Regions from separate parts of the Mus musculus genome. Here region 2 is linked to region 1. Evidence: chromatin contacts called from public HiChIP or PLAC-seq data. All regions are on one chromosome and are shown on one strand. The core of a region is the stretch at or near the end of the contact, and the rest is flanking DNA. Distances in the headings are between cores, read along the strand shown. Region 1 has its middle 33 kb from the start of Gm41323. Region 2 has its middle 25 kb from the start of Samd12.

The links. HiChIP or PLAC-seq counts read pairs in DNA pulled down with a chosen protein or histone mark.
Region 2: a contact with region 1 is called in an H3K27ac HiChIP or PLAC-seq map of embryonic stem cells, with 4 times the contacts expected there. The contact joins two enhancer-like sites. A contact is called at or near these places in 3 of 115 datasets of contacts at active chromatin or transcription factors (all in embryonic stem cells) and 1 of 9 other capture datasets (embryonic stem cells).

What each region holds. Positions count from the first base shown.
Region 1 is chr15:52,963,119-52,969,534 of GRCm38.p6, forward strand. No RefSeq gene overlaps it. Among named protein-coding and RNA genes, the nearest start is that of Gm41323, 33 kb to the left of the region's middle. Within about 2 kb of position 5,048, at least 32 of the 459 cell types and tissues checked have an H3K27ac peak or open chromatin away from gene starts, as enhancers often do. A contact at or near this core is called in embryonic stem cells, where this site is marked.
Region 2 is chr15:53,924,343-53,931,494 of GRCm38.p6, forward strand. No RefSeq gene overlaps it. Among named protein-coding and RNA genes, the nearest start is that of Samd12, 25 kb to the left of the region's middle. Within about 2 kb of position 1,354, at least 20 of the 459 cell types and tissues checked have an H3K27ac peak or open chromatin away from gene starts, as enhancers often do. A contact at or near this core is called in embryonic stem cells, where this site is marked.

The sequences.
Region 1 (6,416 bases), core at 3,798-6,297:
AAGACTAGATAACAGTGATTAGTGTCATCTAGATCTTGCCTTCACATGGGAGGTATGTGTATATTCTCTTTCCTATTCCATGTGTATGAGACTCAGTCTTAACAGTGAGCCATTTTGGTCAATGTGGTCAAGAACTCTAACCTATAGAAAGCAGATCATAATATAACAACAGCTGTCACCATCTATTCTTACTGGTATAAATGCTTTATACTGGGAAATCTCTAAACAGTAGACCTCTGTTGCTCCCAGTAAAAACTAACCTACCAACAGACTTGTATCTGGTAAAAATTTCATAGATGGCAACCTGTTCCTGCCACCTCACATGTTTGATTAAATAAGGATGCTTACTGTGACCTGTTTTCTAAGATAGAAATCTAATTCCACTTTCATGACTTAATCATTTCACAGACTCAGTACCATTTCATTCTGTGCACATTGCAATTAGAGACCGAAACTAACTGTGCCCCAAAGTTTAATATATTTTAAAGATTATTTATATTTAAAGTTTAATAATTTATTTATTATTATTTACTAAACATAATACATTTAATGAATTGAAAGGCCCACCAGCATTGACCCCATAATAGTAGTGTCTGTTTCTGAACCATAGAGGAAACCATACTAGTCCCAGAATATGTTGTCATCCAAGATAGAGAAAATATCTCTCTTGTTTAAAGTACAGATAGTGCGAGTCTTTACTATTGTAGACAAAATTAAATCTGATGGAATGTAGAAACATCTGGAGATCTGTGGCTATGCAGGTTCTATTCATTTCAACTTCAGTTCCTTTCAGCCTCCCCTGAAATCTTCTCAGCCACCAGGATAAAATTGACCTGCTGGTATATATTGGTTATTCACATTCACACTGGTCTGCCCTTCCATGGATTTTAAGACCCCACTTGCTTCGTGGATAACTAATCAGAATCCAGCTCACCCCTCACAGTGAAAGCTCCCTTCAAGGGCAGTATTGTCTGTGAATCCTCCCCTGCCGGATGGCTATTCTCTGGGATTTTCCCCTTTGTCTGAGCTCTAAAACAGCTGACCATGCCATCTGTCATTTAGTTCCAACACCACTCTCTTTTCTGACCCATGGCTTTTCATAAAAACAATTTCACCCTCCTACCCTACCCCCTTTTGTCCAACAGCAAATGTACTAGTAACAAGAGACATAATTTAAGCATATTTATCATGTTTATATATTCTTATCAAATGGTAGAGGTGATTTCTAAGCATTAAACATCATGTTCCTTACTCTCAAAAAACGTTTCTGGTCTCAAATGGTGTGTTTGTAAGTTTTCCCACAATATGATGCTCTCAGAAGTAAACAAGCATATCATATAATCTGCATCTGGAGCAGCTGACTCATGAATGAAGTTCAGAAAATGTTAACTGATAGATAGATAAGTGAATCATAATAGCAGCCTAGCATCTATGATAATCCTTGTACTTCATTCTGAAACGCCTAATGCCTTACTGCAGGCTGCCAAGGAGGAAAGCTGCTTGCCTTTGTCCTTTCACTGTAAACAGCATAAGCTTGACAAACTGACTTATGCAATAAGATATTTCAACATCTTATAATAGGAAATTCTAATGAGTTGTTTAGATATGACTTGTCAAGACATTTGAAAGAAGCCATAACAGCTGTGTGGATCACTCTCCATGTCTTAGATGTGAACCTTAATAGTAGCTTCATGGATGAGCAAATATTGCAGCCAAACAAAGAACATTTTCTAAGATATCGAAAGGGGACAGCAAGTAGTTTGAATGGTCAAGCCTGGGAAAATGCTCTATGTTAGCCATGATAGCCAATAGGTTTACGCATGGTACTGGAAGAACCTAAGTCACATTTCTACTTCTGAAGGAATAGGACTGGACTAGCTGAGAAATCTCCACACAAGCCCCAGAAAGAAGGGTGATATTCCTGTAAATGTATTATATATTATATCTTTATAATATATTATATATTTCAACCTCAAAATATATCTATCACCATTCTACAGCTCATAATTGCTCAGAGGCTCATTCTGCCCAAAGCTTTTTTTCGAAGAGCTATTCTGATTTTCTTTTACCCACGTGCTTGGCTCTTGTTATCTTCCAGTTACCTTAAAGCCTTATTCAGTGTTTACCCATGAATTAGTTTTTCACCTGAAAAGGCCCAAATCTACCAAACGGAGTTAGAGGGCATCCACAGAGTTACAGAACTGCTTTAACTCCTATTTCAAGCTTATGATGCTGGGTATCTTGAGCAAGTCCCCGGAGAAGGCACACAAAAGTTTTTAAAGCATGCCTTTAGTGACAAGAGAAAAAAAAATCAAGTTGACCTTATTGACTTGTCCCCATCAACTTGGCAAGAAAGCACTTGGTAATTAATCAAGTAATTTATCTTTTAATTGAGATCAGGGTTTTTCTGCAACTTCAGAAGACACTGGACTAGTTCCATCATTGAAAATAATAGGCCCTTTGGACAATTTAAGAGCCATAAGGTCTCTGAGCTCCTGGTTTGCCCAACTTTTCAGTATTTGTTGAACAAGTACTCTCTAGTGAAACAAGAGTGTCCCTAGGTTGTATATTTAGAGGTTCAAAATGCGAATTATGGATAAGAGGCTGGAAGAACGCTATTTTTCCCTTGCATTTGTCTCCTTATCCCAGACTATACTCAAAACTCTTTGAAATCTTAACCCAGATTTTATGTGAGACTTCCTGAATCACTGTCTCCTGCTGAGCCTTCTCTGCAGTCAGAGCCATCCTCTGTTGTTCTCACCAGTGCTTTCTTGGTATTTCTAACACGATAAGCATCTAACGAATATGGCTGCCGAGCTGTACAATTTGCAATCACTTTTCTCCAGATGTGGGAAGCCACATGTGCTGTTGCAGAGTGGCACTGACTACTGCTGGCCACCACGCATAAGTTTGGACAAACAACCAATGTGTACATATGCAGTAAAGTTTTTTGCAAAGACACTGCCTGGCCTGGGCATGATAATGAGGCTTTGAGAGTATAACCAACAGATGTGAGACATGCAAATGAGGCATGATAATGAGGCTCTGTGAGGTACAGAGAGAGTAGCCAATCAGATGAGGAACATGCAAATGAGGCATAGTGCATAACCAATCCGGGTGTGAGACACGCCTCTCCTAGGCCTATATAAGCAGCACCAGTTCTGGGCTCGGGGTCTCTTTGCCTCTGCAATCAAGTTCTCCCAATAAACATGTGCAGAGTCGTTACTGCTGGCCAGTCTGGCGCGCGCGAGATCAAATGTTATTCTGCATCACCATAGCACTGGGAGATAAATAGCACCATTCGCTTTGTGTGATGACAAAAGTGAGACTCAGAGATTACATAAGCATTTAAGGTCACATGACTAGAAAGTGGCACAGCATGTCTCACATCCAGACCTTCTCACTCAAAATCTCTTGCTTACAGTGCTCAAGGGATGGTTTAGTCTGTACATTGCCAGCTGTATGAGCGTAAGCACCTGAAATTGGATCCATGGCCCTCTTGGAAAAGTTGGGCATGGTAGATAGTGCTGGCTGGAACCCCAGTGCAAAAGAGTCAGACTTGAAGCCCACTGGCCAGCCAGTGTAAACCCCAGATTCAGTGATGAGCCGAGTCTCAAATGACAAGCTGAAGGAGAGAGGAAGACAGACACTCTCTGTAACTCCTGACCTCTACACACTCATGCAAGCATGGGCACATGCATCCACATGCACACACACACACACACAATCTCTCTTCTTCCCCTGTGACACTGACTGTAATTATCACCTGTTTGATCTTGACTAACCAGTAAGTCTGACACCTTGAGGGTTTGAGACAGGCCTGTTTGCTTCTGGGTTCTGTCTTCAGAAAGCCTAGACTAACTTGTGGCATTGGTATTTGTGTTAGTCGGCTTTGTATGACTGTCATAAAATACCTCAAAGAAACATTCTGAAAGAGACAAGATTGGGTTGGTTCACAGTTTCAGATGTTTGGGCCCATGCTCACACATCCCCCATCACAAAGAAAATAGGCATGTATATCCCATGCTTCTAGTGACCATGGTGTTCTTGGAAATTCTGTCTTAAAAGGGTTTTTTTTAAATGAGTTTTAGAACAGGAAACTGTACTCTTTTCGACCCTAGGAAGGAATATCAATGAGGAAATATTCCCCATATATTGTTTAGAGTTAAGCTTTTAAAACTTACAAGTAAAACATACAAAGAACCAAAAATACACGGTGATAATCTCTGGATATGAAAAGCTTAGTGTCTAACCCCAGCTCATGTGTAGTCTTCCTGTAAACTGTCCAAGTGGTTATTGGAAATACTACTCCCCCTCCAGCCTCCGTTACAACTTCAAGGTTTCTGTGTTCTCTGTGTTGGAATTCTCAGACCAAGGATCCCAAGGCTGAGGCTGTGATGGGTGATGACACTATTCTTGTTCATAACCTTCAGAGGAGAAAATATAATATGTCTGTGGCCAGGTTTTTCTGAGAGATACCAGGTGTGCAATTTGTAAGCAAATGACAATCGGCATGACTATTGATTGTTCTGACCAGCTAATTATGAGTTCGCCATTCCCCAAAGCCTTAAAATTTCTCCTGTATCCCACCCTGGACATCTCCCAGCCGATCTCATTTGTTTGCCTTCAACCCATCCCTAGAGAGAAACGTCTTCTCTCACCAGCTTTCCCTATGTCCTTCTCCAGCTTGCCAGTTTCTTAATAGCTGTCACCAGATATCAAAGGGGCTTTAGCTTATTGCATAATCAGCTCTTCCTCTGAGACCCACCCCGCCTCCCATCATTACCTCAGGGTGTTGGAACTTTGCTGGGAGCTGCTGACAGATCTTTAAAGATCCCAGCTGTTTCTGAGTCCTAACGACCTCTTTCAGCTGGTCTCCTCAGAACAGCTGCAAAAGCTTCAGCTAGGAAGGGTGGAGACACCGTTTAGCATGATAACAAATCAGTAGGGAGTGGTCAGTTTCCCAAGAAAAGCTGTTAGGTGGTGGTGGTGGTAGCCGCCCCAGCAACACCCTCAGCCCCCACCCTCCCTTAGAGAGGCAAATTTATGCTACCTCTGTGTGAAAACTCTTCTTTGCCAAAAGAAAGAAATCAAGAGTCATAGCCCCACCCTTGCTGCCAGAAGAGCTGGAAAAGTTTCTTGCTGTCTCCAAGGTTCACAAAACGATCTGTCAATAGAAGCAAAAAGATTATCCTGCACACATAATGTGAAATACGCACTCATTTGCACCAAATTAAACATGTGGAAGAAACACTGATAGCTGACATCTAGTTACATTCAGGGTGTTGGGAAAAGTGTTTTCTTGTGTATTTTCATAGCAAGCAATGTATAGTGGAGGGAGCCAAGGCTCCAAGAGATTGGATAATTTGTTTAATGCTTCATAATTCAAAGGCAGTGGAGCTAGAGTTTGACCTGCTTAAAAAGTAGAGTCTAGTACGGTACCGGACACCTTTCCTTACGTATTTTCAAAGCAGCTCACACTGCCCTGCCAGTAGTAGATTGAATGGGTTCCTTTTTAATGAAGCCCTATCATTCCTATCATTTTAAAATAATATTTTTGTTAATTGTTTGAGAATTTCATAAACATTTGTATCGTATTCACCAACTACACTTAAATTTGCCCCACCTCTCTAGACATCCAAGTTTGGGTTTGCTCTTTTTTAACCCATGAAGTTCAGTTGTACTGCCCAGTTACTCTTGGGTGTAAGGCTACCCCTGATGTACAGTCTTCTTACTATGGCTCATACCCATAAACCAATCCAGCTCTTCCTCTCCTGGAAGCTATTAATTGCCAATAACTCCTTATCCAGGGATGGGAGTCTATACCCATTTTTCCCTTCCCATGATGATGAGATTGTATTTTTATCTTGAGCATATGCAGGTCATTTTATGCTGTCACAGCTGCTGTGAGTTCATATACACAACTGCTCTGTTGAGTCCTTATTGTTACTTCTTACAATTTTTCTTACTCCTTTCTCATGGTGGTCCCTGGGCCTTTGGGGAAAGGGTATAATATAAACATACTATTCAGGGCTGAGCATACTATAGTCTTTTATTCGCTGCTCACTGGCCAGTAGAATGGCTTTGTATTCATTGCCTTCTACTGTAAGAAGATTCTCTAGTGACTAGAGTTGAGAGATCTACTAACTTATGAGTATAGTGATAACTTAGTATGAGTTGGTTTAATATTCTGTTCATTTAGCATCATAATAGTAACAGATTCTCCTCTAGAGCCTATAACCTATCTAGCCACAGGTTCTTGATCCTAGTAACAATGTCAGATATGGGTTCTATCTGTGCAGTGGGCCTAAATCCATCCCCTTCCCCACAAAGAATTTGGTTACTTCCATAGCATTACTGCCATTATTCTACCAGCAGGCAGGTCTTATCAGGATAGTCATTATTGTAGTTCACAG
Region 2 (7,152 bases), core at 104-2,603, 960 kb after region 1:
GTGAACTTGATTTCTGGTTGTCTAGGTAAGTTAATCAAATCTTGCTCCCTCTTTCAGGTGATATTTCTAAACTGGCTCAGAAGAGTCTTCCATTACACATTTGTATCCCATTATAGGAATGACCTGAGTATATTCTTATTTGGTTAGTTTAAAATTAGGATGTCCTAATTCTTAATCTATAAGACACATGTGCAAGAAATCTCACTCCTCTATGCAGAAAATCCTAAGGGAAGAAAATCTGTTTGAAATAATGAATGAGTTTGAGAGGTCATGGGATACAAGATCAATACACTAAAATCAATTGTAATTTTATGTACTAGCAATGAACAGTCTGGAAATGAAATTTAGGAAACAATTCCATTCAGAACACCTCTGCAAATAATAGAATATTTAAGGATAAATTTAATAAAAGAAATGCAAGATATGTAATGCTGCAAACTACAAAACTAAGGAGACAAGGTTAAAAGGACATCTAAAAAAGTAGAGAGAAAGTTTATATTTGTGAGTTGAACCTTCCAAAATATATGTTCAGATCCCTGTGGGAACTAAAAAGGGCCCCGGGAAAGGGGAAGGAAGGACCCACGTCCCGCCAGAGTTCCACCTATGCTCTGGACAGGCAGACGTGGGAGGGCTTTCCCAGGTGGGCATCCAAGCCTCTGGCCCACTCTACGGGGGTGGACAAGGGGCAGCCCTGACCTGGGGGCCCCAGGGCCACACTCTGTAGCCCCAGGGTTATGGGACAGAGGAAAGAGGAAAGAGGTTCCAACGCATGTGAGAGTGCGCCTTTATGAGCAGAGACTGTCTATGGTTTTAGAGCTTTATTATAGAAAGGCAGGGGGAAAAGGAGAAGGTAAGAGAGAGAGAGGGGCCTGCCATGGCCAAGAGGAGACAAAGGGGGAAAGAAGAGCGAGTGAGCGAGAGAGAGAGAGAGAGAGAGAGAGAGAGAGAGAGAGAGAGAGAGAGGGAGAGAGAGAGAGAGAGTGAGAGGAGAGGGGAGTAAGAGCAAAAGAACAAAGAAATGAGAGGAGTGAGAGAGCAAGGAGGGGCAAAACTGTCCCTTTTAATGTGAGCTGCTATCTTTTTGGTTGCTAGGTAACTGGGGAGGAATTTAGCCTGAAGGTCAGAAGCTTGGGACATTGCCTATTACTTCTAGCCATGCTTCTCTTGTGGGGGGGTCTGGGGGGGGAGGTAACTTAGGCAGGAGCCAGAGTTCCAGGAGCATGAGAGAACTCCTTCCATCCCATGTAGGTAAATTATGACTACCAGGTCCCCAGGGTTCAGCATCTTAGCTCGACTGGAGACCAGCCTGTCTGCATAGCCCAATGCCCCACAGATCCCAGTGAACTTCTATTGAAATCTCAGCAGGTGTTCAGGACCCACATTCCTGTGCTTCTGAAAATTCCTCTCTTTTCCCTCTAGCAGGCCTTGTCCAAAGCCAGAAGCCAAGCCAGCCTTTTGTTTCAGATGCAAAAGCCAGAAGCCAAGCCAGTCTTTTGTTTCAGATGCAAATTAAGACTTTAGAAAAGTTAAAATTGATTCATAGTCATTTCTCTTAGCCAAATGAACTGAAAACTGGTCTCCTGACTAGTTTCAAGTAAGCAGATATTGTAAGTATCTGAGCTCAGAGGGGGCTCTCAAGACAGTATTGAGAAAACGAAGTGACTAACCTTAGAAAACTATTACAAAGTATGTGTTTCATAAAGAACTCAGGTCTAAAATACACAAAGAACACTGATACTTCCATTGTAATGAGGCCAACCACTCAGTCAGTAGTGGTTGGGGGACTTGACTATTCTCACCAGAGAAGACAACCAAAAATAAACAACAGATGCTCAATGTCATTATTTATTAAGAATATGCAAATTAAAACCATACTATCTCTTTATATGCACAAGAGTAGCTATATTAAAAAGGAAACAAAGCTGAGGGTTGGGAGGATGTAGAAAAACTAGAACTCTTACACATTACAGATGCAAAAGGTTACAACTCTTTTTAGAAAATAGGTTTCCACTTTCCTAATAGATTCCCATATGACCCTACATTCTAATCTGTTATTATAAGATAATTTCACAAACTGAGTAAGTTATCTATACCAAAAATATTCTTAAAATATCATCCTGTGGGATAGAAAGCTGAGGACTGACGTCTTCAGTCTGATATGAAGATGAAGGCCCACGTGGACAGAAAGCATGGAAGAGGAATGTTGAGGTAAACTGCTCTTTCATAAACTATCTTTCTTTTGTTCGCAGCCTCAAGTCATTAATGAAGCTGCCAAAGCCAAATCTGTTTCTTTTAATATTCCCAATTCTCAATATTTTTGCATGAAAATTAAGTTTTCAGAGCATTAAATTTTGTGGGAGTCTTTCACAGCATAGCACATAAGAGTTCCATATTTAACTGCTTACCCAAGAAAAAAAAGAAAATGATCATCAATAGATTTCTGTAGCATTATTGTAACATAAAATCCCCTAGCAATCTAAATGTCTAATATCTAGTGACTGCATAAGCAAAACATCAAGTTGTCATAAAACTGAACAGGCTTACCAAAAGAAACTAAGGAACATTGCTAAGTGAAGAAATCCAGAAACACGTGATTGGGCATTATTTCATTCTCTACATATGATATATTCAGGAGAGGCACACATGAAGACAAACAAGGCAGATCTGTGGTTCCCTAGGTTTGGAGAAGGTATAGAGACTGACTACAAATAAACAAAGAACACCTTGGCATGATGAAAATGCCTTAAATATTTTATGATATTTTTTTCAATTTATTTTTTAATTAGGTATTTGCTTCATTAACATTTCAAATGCTATCCCAAAAATCGCCCAGACCATCCCCCCCCCCACTCCCACTTCTTGGCCCTGGCATTCCCCTATACTGAGGCATATAAAGTTTGCAAGACCAAGGGGTCTCTCTTCCCAATGATGGACAACTAGGCCATCTTCTGATACATATGCAACTAGAGACAGGAACTCCAGGGGTACTGGTTAGTTCATATTGTTGTTCAACTTATAGGGTTGCAGACCCCTTTAGATCCTTGGGTACTTTCTCTAGCTCCTCCATTGGGGGCACTGTGTTCCATCCAATAGCTGACTGTGAGCATCCACTTCTGTGTTTGCCAGGCCCCAGCATAGCCTCATAAGAGACAGGTATATCAGGGTCCTTTCAGCAAAATCTTGCTGGTTTATGCAATGGTGTCAGCATTTGGAGACTGATTATGGGATGGATCCCCAGAAATGGCAGTCTCTAGATGGTCCATCCTTTTGTCTCAGCTCCAAACTTTGTCTCTGTAACTGCTTCCACGGGTGTTTTGTTCCCAAATCTAAGAAGGGGCCAAGTATCCACACTTTGGTCTTCATTTGTCTTGAGTTTCATGTGTTTTGCAGATTGTATCTTGTATCTTGGGTATTCTAAGTTTCTGGGCTAATATCCACGTATCAGTGAGTACATACCATGTGAGTTCTTTTGTGATTGGGTTACCTCACTCAGGATGATGCCCTCCAGGTCCATCCATTTGGCTAGGAATTTCATAAATTCACTGTTTTTAATAGCTGAGTAGTACTCCATTGTGTAAATGTACCACATTTTCTGTATCCATTCCTCTGTTGAGGGACATCTGGGTTCTGTCCAGCTTCTGGCTATTATAAATAAGGCTGCTATGAACATACTGGAGCATGTGTCCTTCCTACCAGTTGGAACATCTTCTGGGTATATGCCCAGGAGAGGTATTGTGGGATCATCCAGTAGTACTATGTCCAATTTTCTGAGGAACTGCCAGACTGATTTCCAGAGTGGTACAAGCTTGCAATCCCACCAACAATGGAGGAATGTTCCTCTTTCTCCACATCCTCACCAGCATCTGCTGTCACCTGAATTTTTGATCTTAGCCATTCTGACTGGTGTGAGGTGGAATCTCAGGGTTGTTTTGATTTGCATTTCCCTGATGATTACGGATGCTGAACATTTTTTTCAGGTGCTTCTCAGCCATTCGTTATTCATCAGGTGAGAATTCTTTGTTTACTTCTAAGCCCCATTTTTTAATGGGGTTATTTGATTTTCTGGAGTCTACCTTCTTGAGTTCTTTATGTATGTTGGATATTAGTCTCCTATCTGGTTTAGGATCGGTAAAGATCCTTTCCCAATCTGTTTGTGGCCTCTTTGTCTTATTGGTGGTGTCTTTTGCCTTACAGAAGCTTTGCAATTTTATGAGGTCCCATTTGTCTATTCTCCATCTTACAGCAAAAGCCATTGCTGTTCTATTCAGGAATTTTTCCCCTGTGCCCATATCTTCAAGGATTTTCCCCACTTTCATCTCTATAAGTTTCACTGTCTCTGGTTTTATGTGAAGTTCCTTGATCCACTTAGATGTGACCTTAGTACAAGGAGATAGGAATGGATCAATTCTCAGTCTTCTACATGATAACCGCCAGTTGTGCCAGCACCATTTGTTGAAAATGCTGTCTCATTTCCACTGGATGTTTTTAGCTCCCTTGTCAAAGATCAAGTGACCATAGGTGTGTGGATTCATTTCTGGGTCTTCAATTCTATTCCATTGGTCTATTTGCTTGTCGCTATACAGGAACCATGCAGTTTCTATCACAATTGCTCTGTAGTAAAGCTTTAGGTCAGGCATGGTGATTCCACTAGAGGTTCTTTTATCATTGAGAGGAGTTTTTGCTATCCTAGGTTTTTTGTTATTCCAGATAAATGTGCCTTTCTAACTCTGTGAAGAATTGAGTTGGAATTTTGATGGGGATTGCATTGAATCTGTAGATTGCTTTTGGCAAGATAGCCATTTTTACTATATTGATCCTGCCAATCCATGAGCATGGGAGATCTTTCCATCTTCTGAGATCTTCTTTAATTTCTTTCTTCAGAGACTTGAAGTTTTTATCATACAGATCTTTCACTTCCTTAGTTAGAGTCACACCGAGATATTTTATATTATTTGTGACTATTGAGAAGGGTGTTGTTTCCCTAATTTCTTTCTCACCCTGTTTATTCTTTGTATAGAGAAAGGCCATTGACTTGTTTGAGTTAATTTCATATCCAGCTACTTCACTGAAGCTGTTTATCAGGTTTAGGAGTTCTCTGGTGGAATTTTTAGGGTCACTTATATATACTATCATATCATCTGCAAAAAGTCATATTTTGACTTCTTCCTTTCCAATTTCATTTTCATTGAACTCTAAAAAGTCCTTAATTTCTTTCTTTATTCCTTCCTTGACCAAGGTATCATTGAGAAGAGTGTTGTTCAGTTTCCACATGAATGCTGGCTTTCTATTATTTATTTTGCTATTGAAGATGAGCCTTAGTCCATGGTGATCTGATAGGATGCATGGGACAATTTCAATATTTTTGTATCTGTTGAGGCCTGTTTTGTGACCCATTATATGGTCAATTTTGGAGAAGGTACCATGAGGTGCTGAGAAGAAGGTATATCCTTTTGTTTTAGGATAAAATGTTCTGTAGATATCTGTCAGATCCATTTGTTTCATAACTTCTGTTAGTTTCACTGTGTCCCTGTTTAGTTTCTGTTTCCATGGTCTGTCCATTGATGAATGTGGGTTGTTGAAGTCTCCCACTATTATTGTGTGAGGTGCAATGTGTGCTTTGTGCTTTACTAAAGTTTCTTTAATGAATGTGGCTGCCCTTGCATTTGGAGCATAGATATTCAGAATTGAGAGTTCATCTTACCTTTGATGAGTATGACGTTCCCCTCCTTGTTGTTTTTGATAACTTTGGGTTGGAAGTTGATTTTATTCTATATTAGAATGGCTACTCCAGCTTGTTTCTTCAGACCATTTGCTTGGAAAATTGTTTTCCAGCCTTTCACTCTGATGTAGTGTCTGTCTTTTTCCCTGAGATGAGTTTCCTGTAAGCACCAAAATGTTGGGTCCTGTTTGTGTAGCCAGTCTGTTAGTCTATGTCTTTTTATTGGGGAATTGAGTCCATTGATATTAAGAGATATTAAGGAAAAGTAATTGTTGATTCCTATTATTTTTGTTGTTAGATTTGGCATTCTGTTCCTGTGGCTGTCTTTTTTAAGTTTGTTGAAGGATAACTTTCTTGCTTTTGCTAGGGAGTAATTTCTGTCCTTGCATTATTTTGTTTCTGTTATTATCCCTTGAAGGGCTGTATTTGTGGAAAGATATTGTGTGAATTTGGTTTTGTCATGGAATACTTTGGTTCTCCATCTATGGTAATTGAAAGTTTGGCTGGGTATAGTACCCTGGGCAGACTTTTGAGTTCTCTTAGTGTCTGTATAACATCTGTCCAGGATCTTCTGGCTTTCATAGTCTCTGGTAAAAAGTCTGTTGTAATGCTAATAGGTCTGCCCTTATATGTTACTTGACCTTTTTCCCTTACTGCTTTTAATATTCTATCTTTATTTAATGCATTTGTTGTTCTGATTATTATGTGTCAGGAGGAATTTCTTTTCTGGTCCAGTCTATTCGGAATTCTGTAGGCTTCTTATATGTTCATGGGTTTCTCTTTCTTTAGGTTTGGATAGTTTTCTTCTATAACTTTGTTGAAGATATTTCTGGCCCTTTAAGTTGAAAATCTTCATTCTCATCTACTCCTATTATCTGTAGGTTTGGTCTTCTCATTGTGTCCTTGATTTCCTGGATGTTTTGACTTAGGATCTTTTTGCATTTTGCATTTTCTTTGATTGTTGTGCTGATGTGCTATATGGAATCTTTTGCACATGAGATTCTCTCTTCCTTCTCTTGTATTCTGTTGCTGATGCTCGCATCTTTGGTTCCAGATTTTGTTCCTAGGGTTTCTATCTCCAGTGTTGCCTCACTTTGGGTTTTCTTTATTGTGTCTACTTCCCTTTTTAGGTCTTGTGTGGTTTTGTTCAATTCCATCACCTGTTTGGTTATGTTTTCCTGTTTTTCGTTAAGGACTTCTACCTGATTGGTTGTGTTTTCCTGTTTTTCTTTAAGGACTTGTACCTCTTTAGCAGTGTTCTCCTGTATTTCTTTAAGTGAGTTATTAAAGTCCTTCTTGATGTCCTCTACCATCATCATGAGATATGCTTTTAAATCTGGGTCTAGCTTTTCAGGTGTGTTGGGGTATCCAGGACTGGCTGAGGTGGGATTGCTGGGTTCTGATGATGGTGAGTGGTCTTGGTTTCTGTTAGA